Linked DNA regions of Mus musculus: region 1 is linked to region 2. A link is a contact called in public promoter capture Hi-C data. All regions are on one chromosome and are shown on one strand. The core of a region is the stretch at or near the end of the contact, and the rest is flanking DNA. Distances in the headings are between cores, read along the strand shown. Region 1 holds the start of Dffa (DNA fragmentation factor, alpha subunit). Region 2 holds the start of Zfp46 (zinc finger protein 46).

Region 1 (5,232 bases), core at 1,042-3,541, about 13 Mb before region 2:
GAGATGCTCAGGTAACCTTTGCTGTGTAAGTGCTTAGACAGCCAGACAAACAGCAGCCACTGGCCTGCGTAGGCCATCGAGCTGGCACGGCTCTTGGCTACACAGCCTGCATTTCTTACCGGAATCATTATAAATCCACTTCTCATTGCAGGCCAACGCCACAAACTTCGTATTGGAAGGAAGGCAGAGGAAGTAGTCATCGTCATCCACTATGGTCCCGTCCTCAGCCAGGACCAGGGTGATCGGCGTCAGGGACTTATCAATGGCCAGGAGTTCACAGGCTGAGAAGAAGAAAATAGTTGCCAGGTGACAAACATCCATAAGGAAATGGTATCTGTCTTAGAACTCTCTGGTATGCCCCACGTATGTGACATTCATCACACGCCTGGTCCCATTCTTACTGCGTTTCCGGTAAAAAACTGATGCTACAAAGGAGTTACTATTATTATTCCCAATTTATAGACAATGAACCCAAGCTCTGAGAGATTAAGGAATTTACTCAAAATCCTACTGTAAGTAGCATAGTTAAGACTAAACTTTTTTTTTTTTTTTTAGATTTCTTTATGTATATCAGTACACTGACTTAGCTGTCTTCAGACACACCAGAAGAGGGCATCAGATCTCATTACAGATGGTTGTGAGTCACCATGTGGTTGCTGGGAATTGAACTCAGGACCTCTGGAAGAGCAGTGAGTGCTCTTAACCACTGAGCCATCTCTCCAGCCCTAAACTTTTTGTTTGTTTAGATTTTATATTCATGAGTGGTTTCTTTTTTCTGAAGGTATGTGTGTAGATTACATACATGTGTTGTGCCCACCCACATGCATGGAGCCCAGAAGCGGGTGTTGGATGCCCTGGAACTGGAGTACTAGAAGGTTGTGAGCCACCATGTGGGTACTAAGAACTGAGCCCAGATCCTCTGCAAGAGCAGAAAGCACTCTCAGCAGCTGAGCCATCTTTCCAGCATCCTCACATAGGAGGCATTTGAGTCTACATAAATAAGCATCCAACCAGAGGCTGGTCTGATTACAGTGGACGCGTAATGCTGTCCCTTGCTCATTTATTCGGTGGTAATCTTGAATTCTACACATCAAATGTCAGAAAACAAAAAGTAGGTGGTTTATTCTCTCTGTGGCTATCTTCTTTTGCAGTTCTTCTAGACTGAAGGAAACTACAGTATTGGCAGAAGCTTTACTCAGTGTCATTTCATTTATATTATTGCCAGGCAAGAGGCTTTCCATAAGGCTGTCATCACCCAAAATAGAACTGCCAGTCAGTCTGCTATAGGCTCTGCTGCAGAGAACAGAAGTCTCTGGGGCCAAGGACACCCAGCCAATGCAACTGAAGTGGCACTAAGCTGAACTAACCTTGTGCTGGGGTGAAATGCAAGCCTTGGTGTGACAGAACCCCTGTCACCAGATCAAACCCTGCTCCTGGGTCTCAGTAGCTAGCTCTCCGGAAGCGATGCACACCCTGGCACAGGTGAATCCGTGCCCGGAGCTAGCTGACATGAAAGACCTGCAGAACTTCTTTGAGTATCTCATTTGTTGCTACGGGCTAATAACGCTTGTAAGTAACCATTGAACAGACCATCTCACTTGAGAGTCCCAAGAATCCTTTGAAGCAAAGTTGAAAATACACCCACTACACGGCTGAGGAAACTAAGGGTCCAGAGATGGTTAAATGCAAAGTATAGTCAGGATCAGAACATGGCTCACGTTCCTTACTTGGACTCTAAGGGCAGGCACTGACAGCTCCCTTTTAATGGAATAGGTACTGAGTGCGGACTCCCATTCCCATCCCGTCGGGGAGCCCCAGTACCGCCTCTGTGAGCCAGAGTGGACAGAATACGCTGGACTCGGTTTGGTCCAAAATCAGGTCAATGAACCTGGACCTGCACAGTTTCCCGTCCCCTTCACGGCTCCTCTCAGTGTAGGTAAGTAAAAACGCCAGGAATCTGTCAATCACTGGACCCACGTGGGTCCCTGCAGTCCCTAGGCTCTGGGGTCACCTTCCCGACCCCGCCCGGTCCCCTCAGCAGCCAACCTTTGCTCCTCAGCTCCTCGAGACTGGAGGCTGCCACGCCGTGCTGATCGCGGCTGTGGTTGCGGCGTAGCAGACACGGTTTGAGAGGCCGGACATCGTCCGGGTCTGGGGCGCTGGCTCCCCGCGACAGCTCCATCCTCAAAGTGGGGACCTGGCGACTCTGGGAAATCCCAGGTAGCCCAGAGCCCCTTCCCTAAGCTTTGACAACCTTCCTCCCGCTGCCTGACGGGAGATGTAGTTCTCTCAGCAAGTTACGCGAGACCAAGGCACGCCGGGAGATGTAGTTCTAGTGGCGGCTAATCACGGGCGTTCCAGGGCACGACGGGAATTGTAGTTTCTGGGTTCAAAGCCAGGGGCGGGGGGGATTCAGTTTAGGGAAGTGGTCCAGATTGGAGATTTCTTTTTTTTCTGTTGTTTTCTTTCCCCTACCCTGTTACCTTCCCCTCCTTTTCTTCTCTAAAAGACTGTATGATGGAAAACCCGGGGTCTCATGTATGGTAAGCATAGTTCTACACTACATTGCCAGCCATATATTCATGTTTTTTTTTTTTCCTTTTTAAAGATTTATTTATACATAAGTACACTGTAGCTGTCCTCAGACACACCAGAAGAAGGCATCAGATCTCATTACGGATGGTTGTGAGCCATCATGTGATTGCTGGGATTTGAACTCAGGACCTTTGGAAGAGCAGTCAGTGCTCTTAACTGCTGGGCCATCTCTCCAGATGCATATTCATGTTTTAAGAGTTGCCATTGAACTGGGTGTTGTGGCTCAGGCCTTTAATCCTCAGGAGGCAGAAGGATCTTTATGAGTTCCAGGGCAGCCTGGTCTACATAGTGAGTTTCTACACAGCCAGAGCTACATAAAAGAGAAAATTGTGTGTGTGTGTGTTTGTGTGTTTTTCAGGACTGGTTTTGTGACTTTTGAAGTTTAAAGGATATGATTTACAAGCAAGTTGAAATATTAAGTAAACATTTTACATTAAGTTAAATAGCTGACAAGATAGCTTAGTGGGTAAAGGTGCTTGCTGCCAGTCCTTACACCCTGAGTTTGATCCCAGAGCCCAGCATGGTAGGAAAACAGATTTCCAAAAGTTGTTCTCTGATCACACAACCTGACATTTGTATGCATGCATGTATGCTCATGTGAACACATACCCCCCCCACACACACAAATGGTTGCTATGAAATTATTATTAAGTTTTTAAAAGGAGCTGGTTTACTTATGTTTCTTAAAATTTTATTTTTGTAACCCAGCATGCTGGTGAATACCTTTAATCCTAGCTCTTGGGAGGCAGAGGCAGTTGTATCTCATTGAGTTCAAGGCCAAGGAGAACAAGCCAAAGTTACACAAAGAAATTCCGTCTCTGGCTGGTGAGATGGCTCAGTGGGTAAGAGCACCAGACTGTTCTTCCGAAGGTCCAGAGTTCAAATCCCAGCAACCACATGGTGGCTCACAACCATCCGTAGCGAGATCTGACTCCCTCTTCTGGAGTGTCTGAAGACAGCTACAGTGTACTTACATATAATAATAAATAAATAAATCTTAAAAAAAAAAGAAATTCTGTCTCAAAAACCAAAATTAATTAATTTTTTGTTTTGTTTTGTTTTTCAAGACAAGGTTTCTCTGTTTAGCCCTTGCTGTCCTGGAACTTACTCTGTAGGCCAGGCTGGCCTGGAACTCAGAAATCTTCCTGCATCCCAAGTGCTGGGATTAAAGGCATGAGCCACCACTGCAGGATATTTTGAAGGAAGTCAGTTTTCAACATAGAACATTAATTTTCAGTCTTGCCAAAAATGCAATGTCCCATCAGAGAAAAACTTTAAAATATTTATTTTATTTTTTGTATTAAATTGTATTAAATTTATTTATTTATTGTATAAATGTTTTGTTTGCATATATCTCTGTGCACTACATACACATTTGCCCGGTACCTGCTGCTGAGATCAAAAGAAGACATGCCCTGGCCCTGGGGTCCTGGAAAGTTGTGAGCCACTATGTGGGTGGTGGGGACCAGACCCAGGCTTTTCTGCAAGAGCAGTGAGTGCTCTTAACTGATGAGCCGTCTACCAGCCAGCTCTCCTGAACTACGCAAAAAGGTTGCTAAATAGCAATAACAGGAGGGCATTGCTGTAGACCAGGGAGTTGTTTTAGACACCAACAAATTGAGCTAAAAATAAAAATACAGACTGGGGGTAGCTAAATGCCAGAACACAAGCCAGCCTGAACAAGACTTTAAGTTTGATTCCTAGGACTGTGGGCAAAAGACATTCATGTGAAGATTTCACATGACTGAAATAAAAATAAACTTTATCTCGACTTCCCAGGGATCAAGATTAGAGGGATAGGCAGATTTCTCAAACAGGCTCACTCTGCTTGGCATGATCATGCCTTAATTCTTACACAAAAAGGTAACCGGAAATGATGTTGACCAACCGGTTATTTTTCTCTTGTTATATCGCCTTGTCTTTGGTTTATAAGAAAGTAACTTTGAAATGAAAAAGAATCCTCTTTCTTTTTTTGTACTTCTGGCTATAAGATCAACCTTTTCTGTTCTGCTCAGTGGGAACACTCAACAGTATCTTATAGAATGGAGCGGTGCCTGGTTACAGAATTGAAAATAAATAGAAATGGGAATTAAGAAAATGTGTCTCTTGGCAAGAAAGAATGATAAGATCGCAAGTCAGAAAGTAAAGGGAACCATGAATCACAGAGCTGATTCATTACTGCCTGGCAATATATTCATCCCTCCTGGCTGTGATACAAGTCTGGTTTGTTGTTGTTGTTGTTGTTTTATTGCTCCAGTGTTTAACATGAAAAGAATTGGCACTGGGGGTGTGGGTCATTGGTAGAGCATTTGCTTAGCACACAAGGACTAGCATCATATACATACAAAATAGTGATGTTGGTGGTGGTCGGGTGGTGATATTAAGGTTAAAGAGCAGGGCATACTGGTACACTTATAATCCCAGAACTCTGGAGGCAGAAGCAGGGGATCTTGAATTTGAGCCAGCTTGGACTACACAGTGAGACTCTGTCTCAAAAACCTAAAGCAACACATCTAACAATTCAGCTACCATAATGATGGTTCACAGACTGCTCCTCTCTCCTCAAATGTCCCCAGTTCTCAAAGTCTGGGTGTTCCAGTCTTCTGCCTGTATAAATTTTTTTTTTTAATTTAAAAA
Region 2 (4,972 bases), core at 2,082-4,581:
CCATTAATCCCAGAGCTTAAGGTGATGGTCAAGTGGATCCTGGGGCTTGCCCGCCAGTCTCACTGAAAGAGCTAGCTCCAGGTCCAATGAGAGACTGTGTCTCAAAAGTAAGGTGGAAACGGACAGAGGAAGGAGCTGAGAGTGAAGCCCTGGCTTACACCCAGGCAAATGTTATCTGCACATCCATGTGCACACACACGCATCTACCCCATCACACGTGCACAAACAAACACACACACACACACACACACACACAGAAATCCAAATGTTTAATAATACATTAAAGGACCCAAGGAGCCCTGAGATAACAACCTTGAGGAGCCTGAGAGATGGCTCAACGGTCTCTTGCAGAGGACCTGAGCTCAGTTCCCAGCACCCACAACTGTTTGCAACTCCAGTTCCAGGGGATCTGACACCCTCTTGTGGCCTCCATGGGCACCAGGCATGCACGTGGTACACAACACACACTCAGACAGAACATACACACACATTACAAGGAGCAACTAAACAATGAAAACAGTTACTAATCCTCCCCCTACATTTATCTGGGTAAGAAAAAAATCTTTTGGTAATTCTATCTAAGAAATGTTCCTGAGACAGACTGTAGGGATTCAAGAGTGTATCTTTTAAAAGACGCTCCTTTCTTTCTTTTCTCATTCTCTTTTTTTGTTGGGTGGGATGATATAGTTAGGTTCTACTTAAAATAGGTCTGAGTAAATAACATAGTGATGGCTGTTGAATCTTTACTTCACGTTTAATTATGTGTATGCATCTAGGTTGGAGTATGTGTACATGTGATTGCATATGCCTTCAGGAGCCAGAAGAGGGCATCTAATCCCCTGGAGCTAGAAATACCAGTGGTTGTAAGGTGCCTGCTATGGGTACTGGGAACTGAACTCAGCACCTCAGCAAAAGCAATGTCCACTCTTAACATTTGAGGCATCTCTTCCACCTGTTCCTGGATTTGTTCACTTTGTGTTTGGTATTGGAGTTGTTGCTGCCTTTAAAGAACAATTCAAGGGACAAGAGCTCAAGGAAGTAGGGGAGGGGAGCAAATCAGATCAAGTGTTTGGACACGTGTATATGAAAATGTCAAAATGAAACTCATTATTAGTATCACCTAAAAATGAATAAAAAATAAAAAGAAGACTCCAAGGAAACTGGGACATCAGAGAGAGAGAGAGTCCAAGCAAAGAAAACCTGTCAGGTCGCCTTCTGTTCTGAGAATAAAAACATTTTAAAATATCTCAGTCCTATGTCTGGCTGTATGCCGGACTGAGGATGAAACCCAGGGCTTCAAGTCTGCTAAGCAAGCGCTCTACCAACCGAGCTGCATCTGCAGCCTCACGACTTCTCCTCTGAATAGGATCTGTGAGCTGACTATTCAGTGGTTCTTCTGAAACAAGACTGGGGCTGGAGAGATGGCTCAGCAGTTAAAAGCACTGGCTGCTCTTCTGAAGGTCCTGAGTTTAAATCCCAGCAGCCATATGGTGGCTCACAACCATCCGTAATGAAATCTGATGCCCTCTTCTGGTGCATCTGAAGACAGCTACAGTGTACTTACACATAATAAAAGGAAAAAGAAAGAAGACACACTTGAAGGATGATCGCCTCTGAAAGATCTCTAGACAAGAACCGACCTAAAGTACCTGAAGCAACGCTGCAGCTATGGAGCCAAAACAAACATAGAAGGGAGGTTTCTGTCCTCCTGTGAACCCACCTCAGAGCCCTCATCTTCCAGCGCCCCAGAGAAAAAGCACCATTTATAGGGCATTTATGTCCTGGCGAGCACCAGAGTGTAAGACCTGTTTGGTCAGTAATCTGTACAAACAGGCCACAGAGCCGCTAATGACTCAGGGCACGAGAATCCTCAGAGTCTCGGAAACGGCAGAAACTTTACTTTTCATTTAAGACTGGGAAACACGGATCTTCCCACACTTAAAGATTTGAATGAGCACCAAAGCAGGTAACTAACCGTGTGGTTTTCCTTAACAACAAACAAGGCTGTATCGAAAAGACCTAAGCCGTTCTGACAGTTTCAAAACCCCTAAGAGGTAAGACAAGATAAAAGTCCTCACTCACCCAGTGAGACAACATTTCCGTAATTCTCCTGCATCACATCCCTGTAAAGATCTCTCTGTGTAGGATCCAGAGGTCTCCATTCTTCCCGAGTGAGGTACATGGCCATATCTTCAAATGTCACAGGGGCCTGAAATCACACAACGCTTCCTCACTACTTGGTATCTAGGAGTTTAGAACCAGCTTTTCTTCTTGAAATTAGAGACATGGTTAGAAATGTCGAGAAGGCAGTGGCATTAAGTCTCATCTGTAGAGTCCGAAGGAAAAAAAAAATAATAAAGAAAGAAGAAAAAAAGACATGTGGTCAAAAGACAGGGGCAATCTACTAGCTTCCCGCTCAGGCCGTCCCTGCCCACTTTGGACCCTTACATACAAGGCTCTCCTTTTCTTAGACCAGTGAAATTCTCGTCTTTATGGCCCAGTTCTAGAGCCAACTGCTGTTCTGTTTCTCCCCACCCTTTATCACTCTTCGCTCCATCCTTGGACACCACATCTAGAATTAACCACTCCTCGACTTACTATTTCCCACACCACAATACGTCCTTGCTCAGGCCAACAGAATACTTACCATATCGCATCCAGGTTAACCGGACACACCGTTCTCCCTACAGATTGTTGGCAAGAAGGGTACCACCCATCTTGTTTGGTTTTATTCTCCTCAGTATTTAGTCTTACAGTGGGTGTTCTATATATGCTTGTATATGGTTATATTAGCCAACTCGAAGCCCGTATACTAAGCAGAATAGCAAAATGAGCTTATCCCAGGGAATTTCCTATAGGGGTTTGCAGACGGGGAAACACCGGGCAAGATGGGTAAGCAGAGCCCTCGGGGCTTACCTGAGTCCCAGACATGAGCAGGGTGGCTGCCATCTCGGGCTCAAGCGTTCGTCTCCTGGGAGAGAGAGAGCAGGAAAACCAGCTAGCAGACAACGTTGAAGGAGGCGAAAAGCAGGACGTGAGGCGCGGCAAGAGGCCCTGCCCACTACTCCCTAGGGCTGGAGTTCTGGTCGCAGGGTATGAGGGGAAGGCCCAGGACTGGTCACTCTCCTCTCTGACTCCCGAAGAGTCACCCACTCTCCGTGTCTCGGTTAATATCGAGTACGTGCAACGTTAGGGTAGGAGAGGGCAGGCACTGGCTGGGTGCCCCCTAGGCTGGGGGGTCAGGCCGATGCAATTCAAGGGAGGAGGCTTTCAACCCAGCCCATAGAACGCCTCTGCTCTGCCATCTCCGGGCTGGGACCTTTCCGGCAGCAATCCCAGCCAATCAGCGAAAAGAAATCGTAAAATATCTGACCAATCAGAAGCCAAACCATCAGCCCTCCTCCTGCGGCGTGGCCGGGTAGCTCCATCACGCGTGCGCGCACCTCGCGGCCTGACGGGACTTGGAGTTTCACTCTGGCGTACAAAGGCCACTTAGCAGCCAAGAGCAGGGGAGGGAAAAGAACAAAAGGGAAGAGACAGGACCGCGACCTTCAAGACCAGTGAGAATACCCCCACACATACTTTTTTCTCGGAAACCACAGCACGACTCAGCAAAGGAAGCGTCTGTGTTTTTTTTTTTTTCTCATGGCCCTACGACCATCTTTGAGTCATATATTATCCGCGAGGTTAGATTGAGTGTGGAAGCTCGGGCTGACCTCAGCTGAGATCACCCCTCATTTGACAGCCCAGGCCAGAGCGGGAAAAGGCTTCTTTTCCCTCCCTTGGGAGACTCCCTGGCCGGGATGGAACTTTGGGCCCCGCCCACGGACTCCCAACACCGCCTGAAGCTCTCGCTTTCTGGATACTGAGAACTACAACTCCCAGTAGGCCTTCCGGCAGTCACAACCCACCCCAGACTACATATCCCACGAGGCCTCGCGTCCCCTGTCCGGTGCTGGAGTGCTGTCCGCGGCCCGGCCCAGGGTGTTCCAACGTTAACCCTGTAGGGAGCGTCTCGAGCTCTTTTATAGAGACGGAGCTCAAGTGCACCCATCTAAGTCGCCAAAACATTGAAATCAGAAGCGGGGGGGTGGGGTAGGGTGTGTAGGGAAATAGCTGGCCCTGGAGTGGGAGACTCAGGGACTTGGTACTCTTGAGGGTGTCTCTGCTGAAAGGAATCTTGGAGACCTCCCAACATCATGAAAACCTTAGGCCTGCGACAACCTGGAGTCCTAAGGATGCTAGTAGTCTCTGTTTCAAAGAAATCACAAAACCAGATTAGGACAGAACGGACAGGCTTACCTCCTGGTCTGTGGTCGCTGGCTCCTCAGAGATCTAAAGAGGCCTGACGTTCAGAAAGGTTCTAGATATCACCAGCAGATTCCAGAGATCTCAGGGCCATGAATAGAAATCCGAATCCATGGATTAACAGGCAAAGGGCAGGGTTTGGTTGTAGGATGAGCACAAAGCTTCAAGACTGCAGAGACTGTTCTATAGCTCCGGGAAACAACAATCTCATAAACAGATCTCCGAGGCCACAACAGCTGGCCAAGAAACATCAGCGTTGGCTATGCTGCATTCACTCAGAATCCTCCAAATGGAAGGACTTGTAGCCTTTCCTTTCCCTAGCGGGGATGAAGGAATTAGACAATGGAAGGCGAGGGCTAAGCAAAACAGGGATTCTGTGTGGGGAAGAGCTCCCAGCTTGCTGTAGCCTTGGAGAGGGAAGTGATGGAAAAAGAATATAGCAGCTTATTAGGGACTCCCACCCTCTTCAAGTTATAAATATCCCCAAACCTTGGCTTGATGCCCAGACGCCTGTTGTCTCTGACTGAACGGGAGACTTCTCTGCCTAGGCTGGGAAAAGGGACTTTTCTTTTGTTTTACAGATACATCCACACACACTGAAGGACTTGGGGAATTTTTTTTTTCCAAATAAGATTCCCGGCCATGCTTTTATTAGAGTGTTCTG

What was found. Promoter capture Hi-C pulls out the DNA fragments that hold promoters and counts their contacts.
Region 1: a contact with region 2 is called in a promoter capture Hi-C map of pre-B cells, with 6 times the contacts expected there. The contact joins the promoter of Dffa here to the promoter of Zfp46 in region 2. A contact is called at or near these places in 1 of 39 promoter capture datasets (pre-B cells), 1 of 484 Hi-C or Micro-C datasets (CD4 T cells) and 1 of 9 other capture datasets (liver).

Annotation. Positions count from the first base shown.
Region 1 is chr4:149,101,201-149,106,432 of GRCm38.p6, reverse strand. Dffa (DNA fragmentation factor, alpha subunit) reads right to left here and starts at 2,291. Exons shown (of 6, transcript NM_001025296.2): 1 at 2,047-2,291; 2 at 120-281. The coding sequence starts at 2,182.
Region 2 is chr4:136,284,426-136,289,397 of GRCm38.p6, reverse strand. It overlaps Zfp46 (zinc finger protein 46), which reads right to left and starts at 3,331. Exons shown (of 3, transcript NM_009557.4): 1 at 2,917-3,331; 2 at 2,083-2,326. The coding sequence starts at 2,188.